Linked DNA regions of Anas platyrhynchos: region 2 is linked to region 1. A link is a contact called in public Hi-C data. All regions are on one chromosome and are shown on one strand. Each heading gives the region's core, a stretch centred on a gene start, on an enhancer-like site or on the middle of the called end of the contact. The rest is flanking DNA. Distances are from core to core; before and after follow the strand shown. Region 1 holds the start of SLC4A7 (solute carrier family 4 member 7). Region 2 overlaps SLC4A7 (solute carrier family 4 member 7).

Region 1 (4,242 bases), core at 1,158-3,657:
CCACTTCACCTTAAAATTCTTACCTTCCAGCACACAACAGACAATATTACAGTCACCAGACAAGCGGGTGTCTAAAGACTACATTTAAACAGATTGGGACTGATCCTCTTTAGGCCAATGTTGTAACAAGAAGAGTACAGACGAATTATTTTAAAATTACATCCCTGAGAAACAGTTTATGATCCAGCTTCTTGAGAACATTTACAGCAATATTCTCCTTGAGGGTGGACAGCATAGGTATTATTTTACATTAGCCTACAGCATCTGGAAACTTGGATTCAAGTATGATATAAAAGCAGAATAAGAATGGACTGAGTGACTTCAAGAAAGTCTCTGGTGAGCGTTTATTCACATTGCAAAACTGCTGCTGAGAGAAGGTTGACTCTAGCTTTTGATGTGGCCATAACAGACAGACTACTCTAATGGGAGCTTTAATTATACAGTAACAACGTCTGACAGAGATCCTCAGATGGAACTAATCTTTTAACACCTTGACCAATGTATTTTTCCTTAACCAGCAAGAGACATTTAATAGATTGGACTATTAAATATCACTCTGGTCCAGACCTGCATCACAAATCTATGAGACAACATTTACAATTAAGACATCCTGAAATGACCTGTTCTTTTTTTGTTGTTGTTGTTTTGTTTTGTCTTTTTCAGTGTCCATGATCTGATATACTCCTTTGGTTTGGCTTATTATTCTAGTCATGGAGCTTGTTAAAATTAGGTCACATATCAGAATCTTAATTGCACGTTAGGACAAATGCTGGAATTATACAGCTTTTCCCCTTTCCCAAACCTCTTCACCTCATTATCTTAGGTTCAGTCTAACCAAGGATCTCTCTCTAGCGTATTAAATTTTTAATGTTTCCCAGATTTTTCTGTTAGTAACATGAAGCTGAAATTTCTGTCAGGAGAAAACTAGGTTACCACAGATTAGGAGGAACAGCAAGAACTAGAAATAAGAACAAGAAAGGAATTGATCTGACTTAAGGGACACACGAAAAGACTTATCTCTTCAGAATTAATTCTGATGGAGTTCAGATTGCTTTGTATTTGAGGAGAAATATTAATTTCCTCATTCCTCATCCCAAGTGAATTTACACTGCAGGTCTTTCCCCAGAAACTTGCAATTACAGAAAGGTAGAATGTCAGCAGATTTTATTTCACTGTATATCACTCCACAGTAACACACCACCACCAGTTTCTTCCAGTGACGTTAAAAATTCAGTATTATCTATAAAGAGATGACCATCTAACAGCTTGTCAGGGAAAATAAATACATGTTTTGTTCTTCTGAAACTTTTGATCTTCTTGAATGTTGCTTTTCTCTGCTCATTATACACCATTTTTTTTCCAGATCCTCCATACACACCAGCATGTCACAATATGGCTTAGCCTCAGATGGACTCCGAGGCACTGCGTCAGGGACCGTTAACTGTTCTGAAATCTGATCTCAGCCTGCTTTTTCTTATTGCTTAATCAGTTCCTCATCTCACGCTCTCCCTCCCACATTAAATGAAAAGAAAAAAAAAAAAAAAAAAGCCCTTGTGAGAAGCTTTGTCACGGGCTTTTTGAAACATGTCTACATAAAATGTTGCTGCGAGGATGTAGACCACACTAAAACTAAACAGAAAAGGGATCAGAAGACCAACTGCGTGTGCGTGACTCATTTTCTGCCACACATGTAAACTCTGCCTTGAGAACAGCATAAAGGCAGAGATCAAGAAGTCTTTGATAAAATGGGTGCTATAACTTAATGATTGGTAACAAGTGAGCAACAGCTTCACCGCTCTGAGAAGTCATTGTTCGTGCAAATCAGATGCTGGCTCCCAGCAGACCCTCCTGTCTAAGCCATTCAGACTCTCCCTCCTACCACTGTTAGTCATGCTGAGTATTAACATTATTCATTATTACTCATAGTTTACTCTTTGAATAACCCCATTAATTTCAGTGAGACATTTGTAGTAGGAGGTAGTAGATAATCTATGCATTTATATATGTATGCGTGTCTAATTAAAGGCTATCGCATTAGAAGACTGAGTTTCTCTTGCTGACTAAGCTGATCCTTTAAACTCTGGACCCAGAACTGAAGGTATTGGTGTCTGCAGCTGAAAACATGCTAAGTCAAGCTCGCAAAAGTACCTGTGTCAGAATCAGCCTTAACAGCACTTTCCATGAGGATAGTGCAGAGTTAACACCAGCCTTTCACCTCCAGGCTCTTTGCCTTCAACAAACTTTGAAAGCAGCAGCTGCCTGTCCCTCAGTGCTCCCGAACACTGTGCTAGTAACAAAGTTAGCAAGCAGTTTCAGAAGAAAACAGACAGCTAAGGACAGCTCAGTACCTCACGGGCCACTCCAGTTTTGCCTGCTCTGTTGCTGATCCCACTGTGACATTCAAATGATTTCTCCTGTGGGTCTTCCTTTTTCTAAAGCTGGGGAGAGAAGCAAGCCAATTAACCATTCATTAGATCAAACCGTACTCTACCCCCCTCTATAGGTATCCTGTGATAAGTAACATTTAGGGGAGAGAAGCAGTCTCTCAGAGAAATCAAGGGCTCACGAGAGCACCTCAATCATCCAGGTCCTAATTAATTTGAGTGCTGCTGCTTTTATTTTTTAAAAATGAGCATTTATTCCCTCAGTGATTTCAGTGCATTTCCAAACTTCCTGTATTACAACATTAATTCCTTAGTTATATTTTTAAAGAGGAAAATTCTTGTGCTAGCTTCCTGCAGAAACAGACTGGGACGGCAATGTTACATGCAGCAAGGATACCGGCAGGGTCTGCTGGCTGGAAAACATGCCAATGAGTCAGAAAAGCATGACTGATGTCTGCTCCCTGGTCATTTCCTTCCAATATTCAAAGGAATTCCTGCTAGGGGTGAGAACTACAACTTCCTTGCTCTGTCCTCGTGCCTTGTCCTCATTCACCTCCCCCGGACAGGCTACTAGCACGGCTACGAAGTCATCACCACTACCGGCCTAGTGCCTGAGAAATCCGGCCAGAGCAGGCAGTGCCTCTGAGAAGGCAGGCTCCTAATCCCATCAGGACAGGAAGATAGCAATCTGAGAAAAGCAAGCAAGGCGGGACACTTTCTAAATACTACCACCCACAGGAAAAATTGTACTCAGCTGCTTCCAGACTATGCGAGCCTGTTTGTGCTTCTGGCCAGGGCAAGGAGCAGGAAAATAAATGTAAGCTGTGCTGTTTGGTGCCTAGCCCTTTTGAGAACCAGACCGGGTCTTTCCCTGAGCTCTCTGGAGGACATGCTGAATGTTTGCCCTGTACTGTTGATCTTGCCCAGCGTCATGCACTGGACACATTGGTTCACATGACTGGTTCCCACTTTGCGTTTGTCTGAAGCCAAGGCTCAACTTCACGTCCATGAGGGGCAGCAACAGGCTGGCGTGACAGCTGAGATGGGCTCTGTGGTTCTCAGCTTGTTTACTGCCAGATCCCACCTGCTGAGTTCCCCTGTTCAACAAAATCCCACTGCTGGATGTACCTGATGAATATAGGACACCCTCCTACCTGTACTGCAGCAGAAACCTTCCTGCGTCACAAACCTGACTGTGGCACGTGTCAGAGAGGCAATTAGGAGGAGGCACGCTGGATGTTACGATTGCTGCCTTCTTCCTCAAATTGTAAACACGAACCATCCCCTGCAGCTGGGGATAATTTTAGCCACCAGAAGCTGTTAAGAAATAACAGCCTGTGTGCTTCCCCCAGAACTGGTGTTTTTTTGCTCTGACGCAAACCAGTTCTGAGACTGGGGAAGGAAACATTTATCTCCCCTGCAGTGGAGCCAGACTAGAGGCAGGCACCGTGTAATCCAAAACAATGAATAACGTGATCCTATCATTAACTGAGCTTTCAAATACTTCCTCTCCTTCAGATAGGCTTCTCCTTAACACAGGAGGAGGGGTGGAGTTCTTCTCAGACTTGTCAATATTGTCAGAGATACATTACATGTATTGATAACTAAGGTGTGTTTCTAGACAGGAGCCAATGCTAACATGGACTGCAATTGCATACAAACCCTCCACCTCCTCCTTCCAAGAGTTCAGCGATAATCTTATAGAAATTGATCAAGACTGACGTATTTTAGTCTAAAAAGCATCTGCTCCAGGGCACTTTCAGGTAACTAACGTAAGAACCAGTCTGTCAGATAAAACCAAGTGCTTCCATGTCTTTGAAAATCAGGCCTTTTATTATTATTATTATTATTATTACCA
Region 2 (4,242 bases), core at 875-3,374, 110 kb before region 1:
ATTCCCCACATTTTCCACAGCAATTACCTTTTGGGGAAGATCTGCTTTGGGGCAGGCTAATCAAGTGCTGTGGGTAAACTCTTCAAATACAAGTGTAAAGAAACGAGACAAATGCACACAGTGACTTGCCTCTGAAGGTCTAAAAGCCTGGCCACTACCATTTTTTGTACTCACTATTCTGCCTTGTGTAGCTTCTCCCAGGAGCCCTCCAAAAGTGATTACAGGAGACATACAGGCACAGTATAGGAAAAGAATCGAGGCCAGGCACTGCAGGCTTAATGCATCCTTGAAGTCACTCAAGAAAAAAGGTGCTTTCCTTTTGATGTCAAGTATCAAACCACCAAAAAGCCTAAATAGGTGAGATGAAACTCGTCAAACTGTACACTAAAGGATTCTAGCTAGTTCAAAACTATGGGCTACACAAGACTGCCAGTGCCTATTGCCAGCACAAAATTAGCTATTTTATAATCCAGATTAAAGCATAACACAGTTTAAAATATAAGTGAGAATCTTATCTATTCCAATTCATTATTTTTCCAAAGTATCATCAATCAGGCCACCCACATTTTTAAAAGCTGGCTAGGAATTTTTGCATATAACGGGCTAGATACTGAAAAATATCTTTACAAATATCTATAGCTTAATTATGTTTAAAGTTAAATCCGTCTTATGAGATTCAGAACAAGGAACAAGAGACATATGCTAAACTTCAACCAAAATCATTGCATTTCAATATCACTACTCCAGTAAGCAGTTATAGCTTTGTTTTTGATCCGAATTCTCTACATTGATGAACGAACCTATATTTACTTAACAGCATAACATTTGGAGTATGGAGATATTTTCTAAATGGAAATACAAAAACAAATGTATATAAATCGGTTCAAGTGGGTAAGTTACCAAGAAATTAAAAAGCTTTTTGTAGCTTCTCAAAATTTTCAAAATTAAATACTAAGTAAAATTTGTAACTAGGAAAAAATTGGTTTATTCTGAATTATACATAAAAGCCTTAACAAAATTTTCCATTCCTGTGGAAAAAAAAAGTTTTAGCTATTTAAAGATAATTCTGTGGGTAGAAATGAGCTTTTGTTCCTTATACCATCTGCAAAAAGGCAAGATAAGAGTATGATGAAGCTAAAATTGTAAAAATTAAAACAACGCTTATAATTCCTTCTTGCAAAGGTATGAGAAAAATGTAAATCACTTAGAAGTTTATCATTTTGGGGATAACTTTATACATCTTCTCCAGAATTTCTCAGTTGATATAATTTCCGGTATGCAATATTAACATATAGTCCTATTCAGTTGCATTTCCACTGTTAGAGAGGTGGGGTTTTTTTGGCAATTATTTCAGAACAGAACAGTAATGCAACTCAACCGAAAAGTTCCTTTGATTTTTATTTCAGATCTAAAAGAAACATAACCAAAACAGTATTCTTTGCCACTTTATATTCTTTGTTATTCCACTTCATACATGTTTAATAAAACAGATTTGCATTAACGGAAATTTTTAGTACCTAGCCCAATACTGAAAATTGTATATTCCTGGTATAATTATGGTAATTGCATGCTTTTGATAATTAAAAATTAAAACTCAACACTTAAAAGTCAGTTAGTTAAATCAAGCAGCATCTTATAAGAAATCCTTCACAAACGTGTTGAGAAACACTGCCACAGGCTTGAAAATGCTTTAAGCACACTGCCATTTATAGGCAAGAACCCAACACTTGAAAAGGAAAACAGATGCGTTCTGACACATACAATGGTGTTGTTTGTTTGTTTATGTTTAAATGCCATCATTAAATCTATGGAGATTTATCACTTTTATTTCTTTATGGTAGCTAGTATTTAGGGAAGTGAACACACCTTCCAGTTCTCTCAAGTTCGGGTCCAGCATGATGGCCTTCTTCTTTAAGAGTCTCTCCTGTAGGAGTAGATCCATTGGGAAACTTAGGTATCTTTCTTTTCTCCTAAAGAAGGAAAAAAAAAAAAAAGCCACACAAGACAAACACATACTTCAAATTATACTTTTTAGTGCAACCGCGAAGAGTGTACAGAGACTTGCCTTCCAGGCCTTTTTAGAATCCCAGCTTATCAGCAGCTCTCCATGTGCCAAATTCCTCTTTTATTGAATACAGATGACCAAAATTGTGCAACACTCCCAAAAAGATCTTATTAGTGTCTTGCACAACAGTACTAATCTTCCCTTTCTAAAAGAATTATCTCCCCTGAGACATGATGAAACAAAGTCTGCCTTTTCAAGACATAGTATAGGCTCAGCCACGTGGCTTAGACATCTTCTTAAGATTTTTTTCTCAGTCATTTCCAGAGCAGAAGCCTCCAGCTTGCAACAGAAACTGACCTCACTCTATAACAAAGTACAGTATTAAGTACAAATGTTATTGTAACTTGAAAAGTTATTCATCAAGCTCACCATCTCATCACAAATTTCTCAGTCAATCTTGCATTCCAGAAAAAAAAAAAGAAAAAAAAAGAAAAAGGAAAAAACACTTAGCCTTGCTTATTCTGGCAACAAATTAATTGCTAGCCTCACACTACTCATGAGATAAGCTATACTGCTGTCCCCCCTTCCATTCCAACCACTTCCCTAAATAATCACATAATTCAACACCAGCTCAGCCTTGTGAACGAAGAACACCGGTCTTCCTCCCCATTTTTGATCCCTGTGGCAGTAATTTCCCTCAGTAATAAAGAGGCAAAAAGGAAAGAAGTCAGAGGCCACTAAGGTCTCACCCTGACTCTCAGTTCTAAGCCTTGTAGCACAACCAGACACTTTTATCTATTTCATAAATATTCTGTAAACATTAATTACTAGCCAATACACATTAAAACTTATTTTCAATCAATGTCGCATGCAAACAAAGGTGTGTTTTTTGGTAAGAATTACAATACTCTTGCTGTTCATTGTTAGATTAAATTTGTTAATATGAACCCAAGTACAATTTTGGATCAACTCTCCATCTCAGACAGCTTCATTTCAGTATTACAAAAAGAATTACAATAAATACATGTGGTGGTTTTATGACAGTCAACTAAACTCCACTACACTGCTCAAAGAAGAGGAGAAAATGTAATGAAAAAAAAGCTCATGGGTTGAGATAAGGATAATTAAAGAGGAAAGAGAAAAAAAAAATAAGCAAAGACCATAGAAAGAAAATAAGTTACTCTCAACTTCCCACCAGCAAGCAATGTTCAGCCACATTTTGGGAAGCAGGGCCTCAGTACACATAGAAGTTCTCTGGGAGGACAGATGCTTTCATAACACGAGTCCTTCCTTCTCCTTCCCCAGCTTTTATTGCTGAGTGTGACATATGGTATGGAATATCCCTTTGGTCAGTTTAGGTCAGCTGCCCTGGTGATGTCCCCTCTTCACCTCTTGCTCAACTCCATCCCACTGGCCCAGGGGTGGAGAGTCTTGACGCTGTGCCAGCACTGCTCAGCAATAAACAAAACTGGTGATATATAGGTGCTGTTCTAGCTACAAGTGCAGAGCACACAGAACTGTATGTGCTGCTGTGGGGAAGGTTAACTCCATGCTGGTCAGACCCAGTACTATAAAATTTACTTAAAAAAAAAAAAAAAAAATAGAAAAAAAAAAGTGTCAGATCAGTTTTCTGCTTAGATGAATGATCTACTTTTTCTTCCAAATGGTTTTGTGCATCTTCTTGATGCTTAACTGAAGTTAACACTCAATGCACAATTAACTTGCACTTGGAAATGCATGGGAGCTCTTTATTGGAGTTTTGGTGGTGTTTTTGCCTTTTTTTTTTTTTTTTTTTTTACCTGGGAAGGAACACTTTTTGGTGGCTCAATTCGTATAGATGGATCCCATTCTCCTGGAGGTAGGACTGTCACTTGGTCTAAAAATTCATCAATTCCTGATAATAAATCATTTCGGTCTTTTGCTTTATAGGCAACATCATGGAAAACCTACAACGAGAAAGCACACAGCATTTTTATTTTTAAAGTTTTTATTTTTTTAAACTGACAAACTGATTAAAAGAAGCACCTGATTATTTTTTTTTATTTTTTTTTTAAAAGGCATGGGAAATTTTTAAAAGGTTCTCCATAGTTAGGCTTCTTCATTACTTGCATATTTTTGCATTAAGAATTACCTGTATGCACACCCCTAAAAACCATAGAATAAGGATACTTTATCTTCAAACTCTCAATGAATTTATTTCTAAAATTGATTAAGATGGTAATCTTAATTCAGTAAAT

What was found. A called contact is a pair of places that touch in the nucleus more often than the background predicts.
Region 2: a Hi-C map of skeletal muscle shows a contact between it and region 1, with 4 times the contacts expected there. The contact joins the enhancer-like site here to the promoter of SLC4A7 in region 1. A contact is called at or near these places in 2 of 8 Hi-C or Micro-C datasets (skeletal muscle and subcutaneous adipose tissue).

What each region holds. Positions count from the first base shown.
Region 1 is chr2:118,316,778-118,321,019 of IASCAAS_PekinDuck_T2T, reverse strand. It overlaps SLC4A7 (solute carrier family 4 member 7), which reads right to left and starts at 2,407. Exons shown (of 26, transcript XM_072033453.1): 1 at 2,349-2,407. It overlaps LOC106020323 (a long non-coding RNA gene), which reads left to right. Exons shown (of 3, transcript XR_001195770.5): 1 at 1-4,147. LOC119715754 (a long non-coding RNA gene) reads right to left here. Exons shown (of 2, transcript XR_005263150.2): 2 at 4,190-4,242.
Region 2 is chr2:118,425,878-118,430,119 of IASCAAS_PekinDuck_T2T, reverse strand. SLC4A7 (solute carrier family 4 member 7) reads right to left here. Exons shown (of 26, transcript XM_072033453.1): 11 at 3,805-3,951; 12 at 1,867-1,970; 13 at 175-349. Among named protein-coding and RNA genes, the nearest start is that of NEK10, 26 kb to the left of the region's middle. Within about 2 kb of position 2,124, at least 2 of the 8 cell types and tissues checked have an H3K27ac peak or open chromatin away from gene starts, as enhancers often do.